Regions from separate parts of the Danio rerio genome. Here region 2 is linked to region 1. Evidence: chromatin contacts called from public Micro-C data. All regions are on one chromosome and are shown on one strand. Each heading gives the region's core, a stretch centred on a gene start, on an enhancer-like site or on the middle of the called end of the contact. The rest is flanking DNA. Distances are from core to core; before and after follow the strand shown. Region 1 has its middle 93 kb from the start of cbfb. Region 2 holds the start of mef2aa (myocyte enhancer factor 2aa).

Region 1 (6,985 bases), core at 1,216-3,715:
GCAGGAAATATTGGCCCGACTGGGAAAGTCTGGAATCAGGCTCGGGCAGAGAATCTAAACTCTACATGAAAGCCCCTCATAAAACCAACACAGGCTAATTGTGGATATGTACCCCTGTCTACATTTCTGGAGACTGCATGTACCCAGAGGTACAGCTGGCTCCATTTTATCTGTAAAACAAACACTATGGGGCAGTATGATGCCTGTTCTGTTCCTTCCTTTTCTTGCTAACACTGATTTTGTACTTCTTTATGGACGGCTTTTCCAGCCTTACCAGTTTGCTCAGTAGCTCGCCGCAAACGGTGATAGACTATAAATACCGAGTAGAGTTGACTGTGACAACAGGGTTTGACTGGTTTCAGAAACCAAGTAAAACAAAAGCAAAAAATAAAATTAAATAAACAAACAACAGGTTGAAAACGTAGTGAAATCACGCCGCCCTAACAGCTTTTTTATTTTGATATTGAAATCACTATTGGTTGGGTTTAGGGAAAGGGGTGGCTGGGTCAGTCAGTCAGTCAGTTGACAACAAGCTAGCCTGGTTGACTGAAGTGTACATTGCGCCCCCACAGTGGACGCGCAAAAGAAATTTGAGATCATCAAAAAGTGAACACATCGGCCTCTGGTGGATTGGCAAATACAAAAACTGCAAGCAGACGTACCTCCGGTTACATATTTTGCTTTCCCCAAAAATGTTGACCTGGGTACGACTCCACAATGAATTTGGGTTCATAAAACAGTTTTCAGACACACAATTTAATCACATACATCTAAATAGATAGAGCTTTAATGATAGCTAAGGAAATATTAGCTTATCACAATAGTAGCTTCAGACAAAAAATGCTATCAAAAGTGGAAAATGTTGGTTAAAAACACAACTTTAAACACAAAATGATACATGAGCAGCTCTTTAAGATGCTTTTTTTATTAGCTCAACTGTCAGAAATGGAGCGCACAGGATTGTGGGATATCGAAGGCAGCAAAGGACACATCTATGCTGCGTTCAAACATTTGATCAAAAGAAGGTACCTCCTGAGACAGGAAATGAACCAAAATTTGTTTTTGGATGTGCCTTGATTCTGTAATGCCTGCCTGCCTTTGATTGCTGCCTCAGATGGCAGCATTTTAAAGCTTTTAGACGCAACCTATGTGTTTAAGTAAAATATATTATGTTATTATATGTTATGAGTACAATATACACACACACACACACACACACACACACACACGCACACACACACACACACACACACACACATACACATATATATATATATATATATATGTGTGTGTGTGTGTGTGTGTGTGTGTGTGTGTGTGTGTGTGTGTGTGTGTATACATATATATATATATATATATATATATATATATATATATATATATATATATATATATATATTATTCTGAAAATGTCTTATCAAGTTTTTTTTTTTCAAATTTCAAATAAAATATTCTAATTTAAAGCATTTTAAAAAAAATTACAATTAATTGAAAATCAAGGTCGCCATATTGCAGGTTTGATCAAAACTGTTCACTTAGAGCAGAGATGCTTAAACTAGGGCCCGGGGGGCAAAGTTGGCTCCTAATAACCTTTGATTTGGCCCACCATTCCATCTGAAAAGAGGAAGAATTTTAGGAAGGGCTGGAGTTCATGCCTTTAATACGCATTGTCATTTCTAATTTAACATAACCTTTCACTGGTTTATTTTATTGTTAGGCTACAAAAAAAAAGTAAATGTTTCAATCAAATGTTGTAAATGAATCAAATTTTTTTTAATGAACAAACTGTTCGAGCTCAATTCAGAAGTCCCCAGTAAGCAAATAAAGACAAAGGCAGCTTGACTAGTGTATATGGTATTAAATTCCATTGTGTTATAAATGATGGACACTTTTTACTTTTAAATTAATTTTATTATTATTATTATTATTATGATTATTATTATTATTATTATTATGATTATTATTTAGTCATTTTGAAGAAATGTCATCAATAGTTTACAGAACAATAGAAAATTACACTTTACACATAACCCATTAAAAGAAAGTGTAAATCTATATATATATATTTTTTTTGTGACAATTTTTTTGCTTCCTCCATTGGCAGATTAATTTGCTTCTTTTGAGGAAAAACACTTCATTTTGGCATGTTATTTCTTAAAACAAGACAATGTATTTTTTTTTTTTTTGCCTGTCTAGAAAATGCTTCTTGATTTAAGATTTTTTTTAGATATTTAGCCTAGAAACAAGAAAAAAATGCAGTGACATTTGAATCCTAGAAATTTTAGGATTTTCAGACCCTTAAAATCACTTTGTTGATGTAGTCTCAGACAGTGAGCTAGTACTGTATCATATTTTCACAGTAATGTAGTTTAACAGTGCCAGATGTGCAATAGTGTCCAGTGTTGTGCTTCTGCTGAGCACTGCCATCTTCTGGAACGCCTGCTCACAAACTCCCTCCTCCCTCGATACCCTCTCTCGATCTCTCTCTCTCTTTCTCTCTCCCTCTCCTCTTGGACGGTAGCCTGACATACCAGACCCTGTTCGTTAGCGCATATTTTTACCCGCCGTTACTAAATTAGGAAGCCAGTGAGCGAGAACCATGGGTGGCTGCCAAGAGCAGAATAAGGAGGGTCTGCTGAGGGCCTTGCCAGCGCAGCCACTAGCATCAAGAGCCACTTAGAGCTCTCCGAAACAAGAGCCCTGCAGGAACCGAGGCCAAGCAGAGCCTCAAGATATCCTGGCCAAAAGACCAACCAGAACAAACAAACAAATATCCTGCTTTTTTAATGAACACCTTGTCACAGGACTGTCATCACAACCAAACAAACAGCTAGAATTTGTGCTAGACTGAGTTTAAATAGCTTGATAGGAGGGTTTAAATGCATTTAGGAAAACTAATTTAGCTCTTTTATTTCTAAAAATGCTCGCTTGAATGATTTTACAAACATTTATAATGGGTAAAATTTGGTCTGTACAGGTTTTTCATTTTAGAATGACCTAATTAAATGCATCAGTTTTGTCTTTTATGTCAAATAATCCATTTTAACAACTCAATTAAATCAATCAAAACCACAACAAAACTATTTAAAATATAATATACATAATTTGCACAATCAAAACAAAAGTAGCAGGAATTGATTGGAGGGTAAAGCTGTAATGTAATGTTGTAAACATAATTATAGTTGATTATTGCTCTTCTGGTAATTATTAATGTCAATTAACAGAATATTTGTATGTTCAGAGAAACTACACATTAACTTCTGGCTCAAAAAAAAAAAAAAGTTTAGTACACATCAAATAATAAATAAACCATGGAGACCAATACAGTGTGTTTCATTTTTTCCTAAAAGCATTATTTTCACAATGATTTGTTTGATAATTGTTTATTTGACAACCAAAAAATTCTGGACTACATTTTAATAGTCAATTTTATTTTTAGTATTCCTGAAACAAACATTTTAACATTTTACAGTTGCAATTACATTTATAAAACTGCAGCTTGAAAAAGTAAATAAGATGTTTGTTTTTAATCTGAATATTTCCTGCTAAAATGAAAACAAGGAAGAAACATTGTGTAATTAATGCTTTAAGCTTTCTATTTTTCGATTATTATTATTATTATTATTAGTGGTAGTAGTAGTAGTAGTAGTAGTAGTAGTAGTAGTAGTAGTATTACTACTACTGTACTACTACTACTACCAGTGTTGGGGAAAGTTACATTTAAAAAAAAGTTATGCATTACATTATTGAGTTACTCCCCAAAAGAGTAACTAGTTTTGTTAATTTTATGGTAAGTGTTGCATTACGTTAAATTACTTTTGAGTTAATTTTGCATGACATTTTATTACCTGACTGAGGCTGATCTGATCTTTCTGATCTGAGCAGTGGAACAAAAATAAAATTGTTACTTTCGTCCCCATAGGAACTCTGCCATTTAAACCTAACTTACTTTTAAATTCAGACATTGCAAACTTAAGGATGTGTTATTGCACTAAATAACCTGTAGGTTGATCATTAGTGTGACATGAAAAGAGAAACACACCTTGTAATAAGTAAGAACCGCTACAATAATTTAGCATTTACACTTAAAAATGAACATGTCCTGAAATCACGTGATATTTGACAGCTCCATCAAGGGTTGCATGCTGAATGTCCTGTCATAGCCTGGAAAGCAAATGTTGTCAGGGCTTCGAAAAAATCAATTTGTTACTTTTGTTCCACGTTACTTTTGTCCCCGCTCTCCCCTACTACTGCAACTAATACTTTGAGAAATAAATTCCACTCTACAGTGCAATTTCATTTAAACCATATTGTATTTAATATACACCATTACTCCTGTCTAAGTAGTGAAATAAATCTCTTCTGCTGCATATTGAACAAAATTCTCAAGTGTGTAAAATTCATAAAGCGTATACACTCTTCAAAAACACAGCATGTAATCATACAATCCATTATATATTTCGTTTAATTGTCCACCCTCCTTGTCTTTGAAATTGTACAGCATTTTTTGGCATTCATTGAAAGCAAAAATGTATTCTGCGATTGAAGAACTTTGACACTAAAATAAACACATCAACACGCCAACAAGTAGCCAAGCATCATCGGCGAACCTCATTACCATTCAGACAAATGAATGCAGTCCATGGTCATTATGTAAGTTGGGGTCCAGTTGACAAATGAGGCTCTGACCCTTTAATTCCCAAAGAGCCGAATGCAAGTTCCTGCTCATCTGTTTTTTTCCCTCTCTCTCTCTCTGTATCTCTCTCTCAGTCTGTGTGGGCGAATCTCTTCAGTGCAAATCAATACCTCTTCACTTCCCATACATTCACTCACTCCCCACAGGTAAAACATGCTTGTGTTTCAGGTCTTTGGAGGCGATGAAGACAAGACTCTGAACATACTACAGAAATGACCGAGTTTGACACTTGACGACCTGGAAAAATATTAAAATAAAAAAGAAGCGCAACATGATATGTTGATACTCTTTTTTAAAATTTTTTAAATAAGAATTGATAATTGAATGATGCAATAAGAACTTATACTCATGTTTATTGAATGATGTTTTAGCATGATTTTGTAAATGTTAAGCTAACCACTAAACTTATACTGAAATAGCAGATCCCTCATTGTGGCCAGAGTTTTTGTTTCTGTTGATTTTCTGATTTGTTGTACAAGGGTTATGCTTCTAATTTAAAACCAACTAGCTTGAACGCACCATGTTCAAAGATCAAAATATCTGAATATTCCGCTCTGTCGATATTCCGCTCATATATGTATGCATACTGTATCTATGCATGAACCTCTAACCAGAAAAAGTCTGCTTAAATAAATACACAATATTTTTTTCATTAAAAAAAATCCAAAATCTGCTAGAACAGTGTTGAATACTTTGATGTACTTACTCTCACCGGCCACTTTATTAGGTACACCTGTCTAACTGCTCGTTAGCGCACATTTCTTATGAGCCAATCATATGGCAGCAACTCAATGCATTTAAGCCCGTAGACATGATCTCTTGATCAATCTTGATCGATCTGCTGTAGTTCAAACTGAGCATCAGAATAGGGAAGTAAGTTGATTAAAGTGGCTTAGATTTTCACGCACAACCATCTCTAGGGTTTAAAGAGAATGGTCCAAAAAAAGAGAATATCTAATGAGTGTCAGTTCGGTGGATGCAAATACCTTGTTGATGCCAGAGATCACAGGAGAGTGGCCAGACTGGTTTCAGCTAATAGATAGCAACAGCAACAGCACCTCAAAAAAGCAGTCGTTATAATCGAGGAATGCAGAAAAGCATCTCAAAATGCACAGCAGGTCCAACCTTGAGACGGATGGCCTACAGCAGCAGAAGACTACACCGGGTGCCTCTCCTGTCAGCTAACAACAGGAGGCTACAATTCGAACCGACTCACTCAAAATTGGACAATAGAAGATTGGAAAAACATTCCCTGGTCTGTGAGTCTCAATTGAATTTGACTTCAGAATTTGGCTTCAACAACATGAAAGCATTTGCGTTATGCTATATAATGTCAATATGAACCAAAATCTCTGAGGAATATTTCCAGTACCTTGTTGAATCAATGCCATAAAGGATTAAGGCAGTCCTAAAGCAAAAGAGGCCCCAACCTGGTACAAGTAAGATGTTCTTAATAAAGTGGCCAGTGAGTGTACATTATCCCAAATATATAGAAAATGTTCATATCCAGTGAAATAAGTTATTTTAACTAGTGACATGGACCTTTCTGTGTCGCTAGTGATGTCACACACCCTTTTATTACTGTAAATGCTATATTTAATAATACCTAATATTAAAGAAGCTTTAATGTGTTTAACAGGTCTTTAGTATGTCTTATTTGACTGCACAGAGCAGATAATAACAGAACTTCAAAATGTGTTTAGTATGATAAAATACAACCAGGGCTGCACGTTGGCGCAGTGGGTAGCACATTCGCCTCACAGCAAGAAGTTCGCTGGTTTGAGCCTCGACTGGGTCAGTTGGCGGATCTGTGTGGAGTTTGCATGTTCTCCTCATGTTGGCTTGGGTTTCCTCCGGGTGCTCCGGTTTTCCTGAGTCCAAAGATATGTGGTGTAGGTGAATTGGGTAGGCTAAATTGTCCGTAGTGTTTGTGAGTGAATGAGTGTGTTTTGATGTTTCCTAGTGATGGGTTGCAGCTGGAAAGGCACACGCTGCTTGGAACATATGCTGGACATATGCCCCAGATTAATAAAGGGACAAAGCCAAAAAGAAAATTAATGAATGAATAATACAACCATGATCAAAAAGAACTGGAAATGGCCTACTGCAGCTACACACTCACAAGATTATCAAAATACTTATATGTTTGTTGTGAATACATGCCCTCTAGCGGTGAAAATTACAAACCGTGCCCTAATGCACCGTTGGGACATGTCTATGTGGTGTAAGTATTCCTGCTGCTTGCTAAAGAGGTATTGTGCTGTCATGGCAACGCTAGTAAAATTATGC
Region 2 (6,985 bases), core at 1,896-4,395, 110 kb before region 1:
AGATCCATGATGGATGTGACAGATGTGAAATTGGCACTTGTGTGATTTTAGTAAATCAATTATAATAGTTAAAACATTAACAGAGACATTTTTGAGTATTTTTAAAGCATGTAAAATACTTGCTTGCACAAAAAACGCAGAAACAGTTTCGATATTTTGGCGAAAACTTAATTTTTTTCATGGCAAGGTTGACATTTCCATAGAATTGCTCCACTATAAATAAATAAATATAAATAATTATATTATGGAATTATAAAGCATTTAATATTACTACTTTTTATTGTATATAAGAATTATTAAATTTTTGGTATTAATATTACTATTATTATTATTATATAAAATACTCTTTTGTTGACAGCTGTAAACCCTTCTAATACAACGTATAAAGATGTTTGCCTCGCTGTAAATGATGCAGCGCATTAAATATTTATAGAATAGAGAATATGCATATTAATTTTGTTTCAATACAGCAGTTATACCACACCACGTTACAAGACACTGCTATTTATTTATAGTTACCGGCCAACTGGTAAGTGATGCAGTTTCATAAACGAATTGACGCTGATTTCTAACTCACATTTGCCTCTTGACAAGCATCTTTTTTCAGTCCTGCCACATTACATATTTTAATTTAACTTTAGAGTCTTTGACTACTATGGATTTATTGTTTGATATAATGTATTGTACTTATTATGTTGCTATATTGCAAACATTACTTTTTTTGCAGATGGGATAATTACAACAGTGTAATTACAGATGTAAATACAGAAATTAATTATCTGTGTTACTGTATTTCATGTCTTTATAACAAATACAATGTGCTCAAATTCAAAACAAACACTAATACATATGTTCATTTTAGAACAAAACACTTGCTTTTCTATAAAACAATCTTTCGGTGCATCTTTAAAATTTTAAATATTTATCACTGAATTAACGGCAAGGGGCTATGTCCACTGATTTTAAGCTTCTTAAAAGCCAGCAAACAATCAGCAGACAAACATTCCTCCTGAGGTCATTTTCATGATTATGTACCGTGACCTGATTGTCTATCTCGTGTGCCTCGTAATTACAATGCCTTTCAGACACAAGCAATGAGCAATACTATGAACGCATTTAGCCTCTGACATTAGGACAACAGGTCAAGACATTGTGTCTTGCTTTTGTATTGATTTGATCAATTTTATATCTTTATCAATATGAATTATTTATAATAACTCACCTAACACATTTTTTCTGAAGGTCAAAATGACATCTTGTAATGTAGCGTTTAAGGAAAGCCTAAGGCACTTTGCTGATAACTAAATGGCGGGCTACAGAGCCATTAACAGAGGCATGTGTAATCTTACAAGCACAAGTACTACACTCTCTGCATGTGGATGATTAGGTTGTTCCCTCACTGTGCATGTCCAAGTCAGCAGCTCTTGCAGAAAGAACACACAGCACAACAAAAAAAAAAAAGGATTTACAGTGAAACGATTGTGGCACAAAGGTAATGCATTTAAAGCACTGTTTGTTAATTAAATTTATTTTTTCCTGCTATAGTTTGTACTAAACTATTAAAGCTGGTTTGAATTAAGCCTTTATGAAGGTGCTGAGAATAACATCAAATCAGTTTTGCTTCAAACTATTCAGAATAAGAACTTTAGCTTACATTTGTTTGTTTGTTTGTTTGTTTGTTTAGAGAGAAGTCAAAACTGGGCATTTTATGACCCTAATGCTAATTAAATCAAATCCAATAATACTACAAATAAATTAAAATGAACTAAAAATTTTAATTGAATAACACTGCTGTAGTTTAATGGCCTTGCAGATGAGTCACAATGATGTACCACACAATATCTAGACCTCTCACTTGTTTGTAACAGAACCGCGTGACCCCACAAATAGCATTAAATCACAATTGAAAAGCTATTATAATATAATTGATGGGATCAATTTACACTTGTCTCAGTTTATTCACTAACATATAGTGTGACTCCAATAAATCTGAGACGGTTCACCAATGTGACACTTATTGCTGTTATGTCAACTAAACAAAACTTCTTAACAGACCAGCACCATCTCCATATCAGACAGAAAAATGTCCGAAATTACTTTAAAGTTAGTTTTAATAGATAAAAGACAAAGATATACGATAGATTGATAAAGTGATCGGACGTGCTTTAGTTACGGAGGCAATGCCCTACATTTCAACCCTGCAAACAGTGCGTGTTTAATGTGTATTAAAATGTAAAACATTTACTCATCACAAATTGCATCCTCTGACGTCTACGAAAATTGCGCTACCACTTCTAGTTGTCAGAACTAGTTTTGGTGCTTTAAACAACTGTGCTGTCCAAAAATCAAAGTTAGAATGAATTACATATATACAACGTGCTACTTTAACCAGACTGTCAACATGTTCAAAAGCAACACAATGAAACATTAGAATCAACAAAAATTCAATCGCATAAGTTCTGAAGGTAAACTAGCTCTATTCTCAAGTTGTGAACTTCTGCAGGTGACCCTTTCAGCCAATGAATCCTGAATATCCCTGAGTGAAAGCTTAACGGTTTCCAAAGTTAAGTATACACAAAATTTCTTTACTTTAGCGCCATTATAAGCTATCGGTCTTTTTTCAATAGCTCCTCCAAAGACATTTAACAACGCCCGGGAAACAATGATGAGAGACTCGGCGCAACATTTGCCAAGTGTCAAAGTGAACTGAACCACGCACGAGCTCTTCTACAGAGAATTACGAGCACGATAAACAGTGTTGTCCTTCAGTCTGAAGGCACGACTCGGGACAAAACACTTCGAGCTTGTTGCCGACCATTGAGACACGCACATGACAAACATGTTTAAGCTTCCCAAACGAATTGTAACGCGTTTAATTTGCGCTCATCCAATCTCACTCCACGACTCCCTCCTCTCTTCTCTCTCCCTCTCTCTGAGTCCGCTGCTGTGTAACATTGTTACTATTTTTGCGACTCACCTTTTTTCTCCGTGGTCCCCCTCGCTGTATATAGATACTGTGTATCAGTGACTCCCGTGGATACACTGTGACATAAATGTATTTTCAGTCACATTGACACACGGCTTCTATTTTCGGGAGCTGAGCTGACAAACTCAGAAGAAGCAGCAGTCGCTCTTGTCACAACATAAGCTCCTCCTCTAAATGACGATAACTAGACGGAGTCAACCTCATACGGCAAGCCGTTTTAACATATGTTATATAGGCCACTGTTACTTGTGTGTTACAATTAATAAGATCTGAAATTACCAGTTTTTTTTTTAAGTTTTACTTGTAACTGCTCTGTTGTCACAAATAAGCCTCCTAGTGGTTTTAAAATATCCCTACTGACAGTCTGTGTAAAATTAAGATTTACAATGTTTGTTTGCCGGTGCACATTGTAAGTCATTTTGCTGGTTTATAGCCTACTTCTGCGTTGGGTGATCGGCGTGACCCATGGTGCCTGCCCTGCACGTAGCTGTGCATTTATACTTCATTGTGCTGTTTGTGTTGCTCTACAATAACATCTGCGAAAAGTTAACTGGCAGTAAGTTTTTATGTTCCTCTGTGTTGAGTTTTTTCAGGAGTATTTTGTTTTTTTCTGAACGAAGAAGCTAAAACTTGCTCATTTAGAGGCTCAAACTAGCGTGCAACAACTTTAATCATAAGGTGAACACAAAACAAACATTTCCATCTGGAGCACCTTCACGGGACTTCACACTTGTAAACAGCTCTATCGGTCTTGCGGCTCTCAGCACTGCCCACGCTCATCATTGCTACCAAAACGACCAATCACAGAGCTTGTGCTAAGAGTCATTGCAACGTGTAGTTACATTTTTTGAGAGGTGTGCTTCAGCGTCGGCCACAGCGAGGGTTATGTGACTTTGTGAAGGCTGCACCGGACCATACGCAGATTGAAGTAGAAGTATAAATTAGCCTTTAAGGTGAACAATGAATCAGTGCAAGTTAAATCATTAAACAAAAATTGTTTGATAATCTTCAGTGAAAGTCTGACCATCTGATTCCAAGTTTGGAGTGGCAGTCCTTTTCAATTTAATGGCCACACCCCTCTTACCATTAGTTTGCTACAAGCCACACCTCCTACTCAACATTTAGTTTCAGGTGGAAGTATCAAGTATTGTTTCAGTATCAACATTCTGAAATAAAGGTCTCAGTAACTTACAGTTTACTTTAATTACTAGTGCATTCAAATGACTAGAATGTATTTCAGCTCTATTGTTGCATTATGAATAGGGCCAGACGGAATTTGCGGACATTTTTTGCTATTTCTGCGGAGAATTTTGGTAAAAATAAGCGGATTTCTGAAGAATTATTTTGGGAGTATCATTTACTCTAGTAAATAAACAAAATTAACGATGGGCTAAAAAATCTGCAGAAAAATCCTAATTATGGGCCTAATTATGACATACTAGAACCTATTTTTGAAATACTCTCACATTATAAATAAATCACTTTTCTTTTCTTTAGTCTTAGTCCCTTTTAGACCAAGTTTACAGAGCATGATTTTCATATTGCTCGGATTGCTTTTGTTTTCATACTGCATGACTATCCAGGGTAGCATTCAGGTGCTGCTGTGTTCATACTGATGGTTCTGTGACAAGAGAATACTGCATGGTGACAAATAATCGCAGACAACTCTGGCTAACAAATGTACATGTGAAGTGATAAAATCCCTCAAGATCATGTACAAGATTGTAAATGGTACCCTGCAAAAAAAATAAAAAATTTAAATAGGCAAATAGACCATTCAAATCTATGTAAATACCGATTTACAATAACATTTTAAGCAAAAAACAAAAAAGAAAAGAGTTGAAGGTCAATAAATAATTTAGCAAAGTAATGCTTCTGCGACTGATCAAGCAAATGTTTCTTTTTTTGTTCGTGTACCCGAACTCTCCGCTGTCCTGTATACTGTTCACTCATTGGCTGATGGTCATCGCTCATGTGTTTTTCAGTCAGAAAACATTTACACAGCTTGATTTTGAATCACCAACAGGTCCTGATATGTTTAGCATGGCAAATATTTCACAGGCATCTGCGATTCTCTCTGATAGCAAAATTCAGAGTTAAAACCATGCAGCGTGAACTGGGAATTTATCAGGAAGAACATGCAAACTCCAGACAGAAAAACCTCCTGGTCCAGCCACGACTTGGACGATAAAGTCTAAAAAGGATACATGGCTGGGTTTAGGATTTGGGTGGAGGTAGACATTAATAAAATACAATTATTGGGAAATTCAATAAATAATATAAATAATTTTGTTTAACTTCTGGTCGCAACCATATCTAATCTAGTTACAACTGACTTGTACTCGGTACCTTCTTGCCGTTAGGCAACAATACTAGCTACTGAAACACCATGTCAGCCAATAATCGAATGCTTGCATGCTACAGTGACAATTTTTTACTACGTAAATCACAGATTTTGCAAAGAGATTCAAAAAATACTATAATTTATGACTCTTGCATGAAATAATCCAAATATATGTATTTGAGTTATAACTTGTGGTGAGAGATGGCACACAGACCCTTGAAGGCCAGAAGAGGTGCTGAAAGTTGTTGCAATGCACATGCATTGAAGGCCTGTTTAAAAAGTATACTTTAAATGGCTGTGTTTGACTGTGAGCAATGTCTACTTAAAACTTCAGTTTTAGTTCAGTATACATCGCAAGAGATGCAAATTAAGAGACCATACACAAGAGGAATAATACAGTTTTTGAACTCAGTTTACAAGGTGTCAACACTGAATCAGCCATTGTTTCAGTCTAAAACAAAACATAAGAACAAGTACAAACTCCTAAGAATGTAAAAATAGTAGACACAACTTTGAGCACTTGTATGAGGTGATTACAATCTATTTTAATCAGATACAAACATATTTTTGTAGCTCAAAACATGTAGAGGGAAGAATGAATCAAAGAAATGAAGTGAATGTATAATTTAACTGAACTGTATGTGTACATTAAAAATTATACTTTGGACAAATAATTATCAGAACTCGTTAGTTAGTGTCTGATAAATAATTACTACTCTCTCTCTCTCTCTCTAACGTGTATATATATATATGTATGTATATAACTGCTACTACTGAGTCTTGAAGGTCTATCTTTTGGGTTTACACATATACAGATATAAGCACTAGCCTAATACAATACAAGTCAGACGTGAACCTGTAAAAAACACCTATTTGAATACACAGGCTACTTGTCCAGACATATCTAAACCACAGATCTATTTCCACAGAGTTTAATGGAAAAACTATATCAGTTTGTTTTGGGATTGTGGTCACCAGCAAAGAACAACTATTGTTGAGACTATCACTAATGCATTACTTTGTTAAAACTTAAAGTCATAAAACGGAAACTAGTTAGATTTAAGGGGGAAATGTGAAAGGGGCTTGCCATACAACGCCGCCTCCTCATCCTCCACCTCCTACTCTACTCGTGTCTCATCTACAGTTTAAAAACAAATATGATAAACTCGAGAACTGCGACTTAACCGTGATGAAAACTGCACGGAGGAAATCTAGCAGACACCGTCTTTTGTCATAAGTAAAAGCGGCTAAATTAAGCGAGTGCGAAACTTCAGGAGAGAGCGAGAGGAAACGGCTCACTAACCGCCACACCATGACATCACCGTGTTTAACAGTTTTAAAAAGCGAACAAACAACTCGAATAGTCACTTAAACATGCATGTCAGAGCAACGAGGAAGTGTAAAAGTTAATAAAAGCGTCACTGCCGAGTAAAATCCTCAAGTGCAGCGATTAGTCTCTGTTTGCTAAAAGCCCGTTACGTGCGGAGCAATTGTAATATTTATTATGGTCGTAAGACTGGCACTACCTTAGATACGATTGACGTAAGTTCTATAAAACAACAGTAACAATAGGGTCAGTGCTTTAGAAGTGACATCTTTCTCCTCCAATCGGATCCTGCGGCGTCGTGTAAGCATCCAATCAGAGAAAAGAGGCT

The links. A called contact is a pair of places that touch in the nucleus more often than the background predicts.
Region 2: a contact with region 1 is called in a Micro-C map of caudal fin, with 2.9 times the contacts expected there. The contact joins the promoter of mef2aa here to the enhancer-like site in region 1. A contact is called at or near these places in 3 of 18 Hi-C or Micro-C datasets (caudal fin, hematopoietic stem cells and an unstated tissue).

The regions. Positions count from the first base shown.
Region 1 is chr18:24,475,796-24,482,780 of GRCz12tu, reverse strand. No RefSeq gene overlaps it. Among named protein-coding and RNA genes, the nearest start is that of cbfb, 93 kb to the right of the region's middle. Within about 2 kb of position 2,465, at least 13 of the 62 cell types and tissues checked have an H3K27ac peak or open chromatin away from gene starts, as enhancers often do. A contact at or near this core is called in caudal fin, where this site is marked.
Region 2 is chr18:24,582,145-24,589,129 of GRCz12tu, reverse strand. mef2aa (myocyte enhancer factor 2aa) reads right to left here and starts at 3,145. Exons shown (of 10, transcript NM_131301.2): 1 at 2,978-3,145.